Regions from separate parts of the Aedes albopictus genome. Here region 2 is linked to region 1. The links are chromatin contacts, called in public Hi-C maps. All regions are on one chromosome and are shown on one strand. The core of a region is the stretch at or near the end of the contact, and the rest is flanking DNA. Distances in the headings are between cores, read along the strand shown.

The links. Hi-C and Micro-C count contacts between places; a contact is called where the count stands out from the background.
Region 2: a Hi-C map of embryo shows a contact between it and region 1, with 8 times the contacts expected there. The contact joins the promoter of LOC134291160 here to the promoter of LOC134284094 in region 1. A contact is called at or near these places in 2 of 3 Hi-C or Micro-C datasets (embryo and whole body).

The regions. Positions count from the first base shown.
Region 1 is chr3:83,534,773-83,537,608 of AalbF5, reverse strand. LOC134284094 (DNA repair protein complementing XP-C cells homolog) reads left to right here and starts at 1,298. Exons shown (of 5, transcript XM_062842379.1): 1 at 1,298-1,921; 2 at 1,979-2,836. The coding sequence starts at 1,605.
Region 2 is chr3:84,406,251-84,409,100 of AalbF5, reverse strand. It overlaps LOC134291160 (15-hydroxyprostaglandin dehydrogenase [NAD(+)]-like), which reads right to left and starts at 1,388. Exons shown (of 4, transcript XM_062858535.1): 1 at 900-1,388; 2 at 684-807. The coding sequence starts at 992.

The sequences.
Region 1 (2,836 bases), core at 49-2,548:
TAGGCTCATTTTTAGCGTACATGCATTATAAATGTTTATTTACAATGCAAAACTATCAACAAATGTGTGCTTAACAACGTAGCGTAAAATATTCACCAGGATGCTGTCTGTTTAATACCTGTGAGCCCACGCAAGAAAAATCTACACAGAAAAAACTGTTGTGTAATATTACATCTGAACTGCTGCAACCCGATCATTCCGTCGGTTGCATGAATATTACACAGGACGATGTAGACATAAGAACAAAAGATTTTACATCAAAACGATGTAATCGTACATAGGAATCGTGATTACATTGATTATTATGTACATCGGAATGAGTTACATCGGGCGGGTTGCATTTATTTTTTGCTGTGTACGCAACTAATTTTCGCGCAGGAGTCTAAACAGGTGGAATCTCCGCAATAAGAACATGACGACATTCACGTAATTGAACTATTTTCTACTGAAATCCGTTTTCTGCGGAAGCATTGTCATGTGCGATTTGAATGAGTTTAAGCTCAATCCTATGCGAATCATTTTTAGCGTCAAACAAAAACGCGCACGAGAGACTCCCAGCATGTGATAGCAAACGTTGTTCAAATTCTCCTGTAGAACGGGTTGATCTCACACATTTACACCTCCAGCCGTATACGAACATCCGACCTATTGCAGTGTGTTGGGGCGTTCATATATGGGAGCTTGTTCAACAGAAAAAGTTGAACTACGGTGCGGTGTGCTTGTTTTGATTCTCAGCCGTTACACGGTGGGTATAGTTGGGCGACTGTCTTATAGTGGTGGGATGGGTGGTACGCCCCAGATTTTTTGTTCTAACGGAGATGCAATGTATTGAAGTCTTGTAAAAACATTGTCTTTAAGTTTCTGTGTTAATATAACATTTAATCCATATCATTTAGGTTAAATTTAAATGACAAAGACTGGGATGGTGAAACAATTCCTATTTATTTTCTTCCAAATCGAATACCTGTGCAATGAACCGGTTGAACACGCCGACGAGACGCCTCTGACTAAATACACCATGCAATAAGGCTTCAGGGACAGTTCGTCGAACTGAGTTGATTATGGTATATGAGACTCGGCCCTCCGGGCCTCGGATCAAAAGTCGGTTTTTCGAGCGATATTTATGGATGTAAGAAGGGTAAAAAACAGTAGGCTGGCAGTACGACACGAGTACGACCTGAGAAGTACGACGTTTGCCGGGACAGCAAGTGCGAATATGAGAGTGCGAATAAAATCCAGTTAAAATCAGATAGAATCAATGAGAATATTTTTTCCTGTGCGTAGTTTTTGGGCACAAGTTGCGTAGACCACTTGGACCGATTCCTAATTCATCCAAATTTGCGCGCGTTCAAGTGAACCTGAATGAACCGCATGATGAACACTCGTTTCTGCTTTCATCGCTTTCATGAATCAACATGTAGCATAAACAGTATCCTTTCGAAGGAAGTTTATGCTGTCCGTACTGTTCGCTGGCCCGCAGGGCATCTTGTAGAAGTAATCACGTTTTTCTGCGTTGTTTAAGTGACATTATTTAGATTGATTTCATAAGTGTTTTAGTTAGGAATTGTTTCACATGAGTGACTATTTTGTGTTGACTTCGAACAATGAATCGAGCCCGGCGCAGCACAGCCGTTTACAACAAAAAGACCCCTAGAAGGCGGGAGCAGGTTAGTGACGATGATTTCGAGAGTGATGGGTTTTCGGACGAGCCTGACGATGATGATGGGGACTTCTCGGCCAGCGAGGAAGAGTGGCTTCCGGGAAAGGATAAGGAAGGCAAGAGCGATAGTGCAGAAGGGCAAGGAACCGTATCGGATGAAGACGAAGACGAGGAATCGGAAGGGGTGTCGGAGAATGAGGAGGGAGGTTCAGGAAGTGACGAGAGTGTGGTAGCTACAGGAAAGAGCGGAGCTAAGAAAAGGTAAATTAGTGGGAGAATAATATTTTGAGATTGTTCATTGATCTGCTTGAGTTTTAGGACGTCGAAGCCGTCGAACAACCCATGGCCCAAGAAGAAACGGCTTTCGCCAGCAACGAGAGACGAACTGTACAAGCGTACCAAGAAGAACTTGCTTAGGGAGGTGGACCCAGAATTACCCTCTTTGAACTCCAGTCTGTCGGATATCCTGAAGCAGTGTCAGTTCCAGAAGAAGAGAGACTTCTCCCACTGTTCAAAGCGAGAACCCGCCAAGGTGACCAAGAAAGCAAAGGGCGAAGATGACTCAGACAGTAGCGGTGACGATCACTTGATGAAACCGGAGGAGTTGGATTTGTCTTCCAAATTTTTCGATAAGGTTGACACGACAAAGCAGCGCCATTCGGAAGAAGCTGCTCCGCAGTTCGATTGCAATGCAAGGATGCGGTTGTCGGACAGTTCGGAGGATGACGAGCAAGCAGAGGAATCGATACCGGCGTCCATTCAGAAAGTGGCCGCACAACAGTTGATCAACAAGATAAACGAGTCGTCAGGCGAGTTTTTGAATTTTAACAATTTGGGAGAGTTCAACAAGAAGATAGAGGAGGCGAAGAAGATGCTGAAGGAGTATCAAGCGAAGGAGAGTCAGGCAGATTCTGAGAATGCGGCTGGAGAAGACGTTTCAAATTTATTGGCTCTGGGTGAGGCGGAGGCTGGCACCTCACCTGGTGGGAGGGCAGATGCTGGCCAACAAAATGAGGAAGCGAGTGAAGAATCTGATTGGGAAGAGGTGGAAGATGCCGCCAAAAGTCAGAGCCAGCCGACGGGGCAATTACCGGAGGACTATCATATAACGGTGGAAGTTGAGACGGCTAAGACTAAAAAGAAACGATGGGAGGAGATTGAGATGGAACTGTACAT
Region 2 (2,850 bases), core at 139-2,638, 870 kb before region 1:
TTTCAAAATCGGTTTTCGTGCACATGTTGAGTATGGATCAAGGTATCTTCTGATTTTTTTTTGAGGTGGAAAATGTTTTCCGTTTTTGCAGAAACCATTTTTTTGTGAAATTTTATTCAAAAATGGTTTCTGCAAAAACGAAAAACATTTTCCACCTCAAAAAATTCAGAAGATACCTTGATCCATACTCAACATGTGCACGAAAACCGATTTTGAAAATATTGCTTCGTTAATTAATAAAAAACCAAAAACCAAAAAGTGAGGAAATGCTTCCAGTTTTGCCTTAAGGTTGAAGGATTCGTCATTGATGTCATCGTAATCATTGAAATTTAAAAAGCAGTTTCCTCGTTCAAAACACAAATGTTCGTTTCGAAAATGTATTCACCGCGTTCTAGATGGAAAATGGAATGCAGTGAATACATTTTCATAACGAATATCTGCGTTGTGCACGAAAAAACTGCTTTCGAAATTTCAATGATGACGATAATATCAATGACGAATCCTTCAACATTAATTGCAATAAATAATAATAAGTCTCACCCATATATTTTTTTAAATGTTATAATCCATTTATGAGGCATGTAAATGGCATGTTTTGGATTTTTTTATGCAAAAGTCTCACCATTTTTCATAGCTATAAAAATTAATTAATTGCAATTTAAGCTATTCAAATCTAACGTTACCTTCAAACTGAATATAATCCGTCACGTCACAGTGGCAAAAGAGGGCCCGGTTCGCCCCGAACTCATGCTCCAATTCCTTGGCGGTCAGCTCACCGGCATCCGAATCAAGATCACAAATGGAAACCTAGAACAAGGGCATGAAAAAAAAAACAACGAAAAATGAAATCACAACCCGGAAGTCTACGGCCATGTCACGAAACTTCCTCAAGCACCTACCTTAGCGCCATGTTTCAAAAGTTCCTCGCAAAACGCTCGGCCTAGGCCTGTTGCCGCTCCCGTGACCAGTGCAACTTTATTCCTCAAATCCATGTTTTTCGGGTATTATTGGTTTTTTTTTCAGAATTAGATTCTTGGAACCTAACTTCAATTTGGATGACTTTCTCTGCGAGAAAAGTGAATGAACTGTACTATTTTCATTCACCTCTGCTGTGCAGCAAAAGCAGCAGAATCAATAAAACCAATCCTTTATGAATCACTTCCACTTCCTGGTTTTTCTCGCCAGTTTCACTAGAGCACTTTAGCACAATTCCAAGATATCACGCGAGAGTAGGGTTTGTTATTTTATACTTTTCATGCATTCAATAGTTTTGCTGGAAATTTAAACTTATTTTCTTTACGATTGAAAATTTACGCCCATGACACTGGCCGAGCGCCCTATGTCCTTGTGTGTACAACATACACCGTGTCTGTCTGTTGTGCGGATTTAAAGCATAAACCCCCACCCCCACCCACATCTACACCGTTGGCGTTGGATGGTTGGGTACGTTTGTTTTCTATCTCGTAGCATACCACCCACTCCCAGCAAGCGGTGTCCTTGCTCTCTCTCTCTCCCTCTCTTTTTAGTCATTTCCCTTTTGGGGTAGACTTGGAGGAAAAGCTACGCGCAGACACATTCAAAAGCGGAAGCAACACCTACCGTCAGTTTGGGTAAAATTGGCCGAGAATGATTGGGGAGAGTGGCGTGTGTTTGGGATACGTTTTTGGGAGCGTCTTGGTAGCGATTCTAAGCATAAACCATGGGCGAACATGGCAGGACATTTATTTTTGTGAAGACATATTGAAGACATATCGAATTATGTGAATACATTTTAAAGTTTCCCATGAATTCCTTCAGGGATTCTCGAAGAACTCCTCCAAGAGTTTCTTGGGAAATCCTCCAGGAGTTTCCCGATAATTCCTCTTGGAGTTCATCGAGGATTCCTTCAGAAATTTACCGAGAATTTCTTCAGTAGTTCTTCGGGAATTTTTCAAGGAATTCCTCGAGAATTTCTTCAAGATTTCCTCGGGAATTCCTCCGGAAGTTTCTTTTGAATTCCCACAAGAATTCCTCCATAGATTCCCCGGAAAATCCTATAGGAGTTCCCCGGAAAATCCTCCAGGAGTTCTTCAGGATTTCCTCCAGAAGCTTACCGAGAATTTCTTCAGTAGTTCGTCGGGAATTCCTCCGGGAGTTCCTCCGGAATTCCTCCAGGAGATTCTTAAGAATTCCTCCAGCAACTTCTAGGGACTCCGAGTCGGGAGTTCTTTGGGAATTCCTCCAGGAGTTCCCCTACCAAGGCCGAAAACACCCCCTCTGCCGGTTCAAACACCAACAGTCGTAACGAACATCAAAGTTCCTGCAGAAGTCCCTTAAGAAAATCGTCCTAGAGAAGTGAAGAAAAAAAATTACCCATGCGAACTTCAAATATATTTAAAAAATACTTCCCAGGCATCAAAAAACGGTAAATTTTGGGTTTCGATTCATGTTTAGGTCGAGATTCCTGTTATGCAATAATCTGGATACCCTTGAAGAACCGAATTCCTGAAGAAGTTCTCCGGTAACTCCCGAGGATTTCTAGAGAAATTGCCTGGAATTCTCGGGGGACTCCAGGAGGACTTCTCGGGTGAATTGACGAAATTCTCGGGAAGTTCTCGGAAAAAATCCTTCTTGAGATCATAGGGAAGTTCTCTAGGAATTCCTCCAGAAGATCCTCAAGAGAAATCCTCGGGAGGTTTCGACAACCTCCTGTAGTGATTTTCGGGAAACCTGGAAGAATTCACGAGGAACTCCTGTGCGAATTTCAGTAGAACTCCTAGAAGAATTCCCGAAGAACTTCTGAAGAAGTTTTCGATGATGTTCTGCAGGAATTTCCGAGAAAACCCTAGGTGGAAATTTCTTGGAATTCTT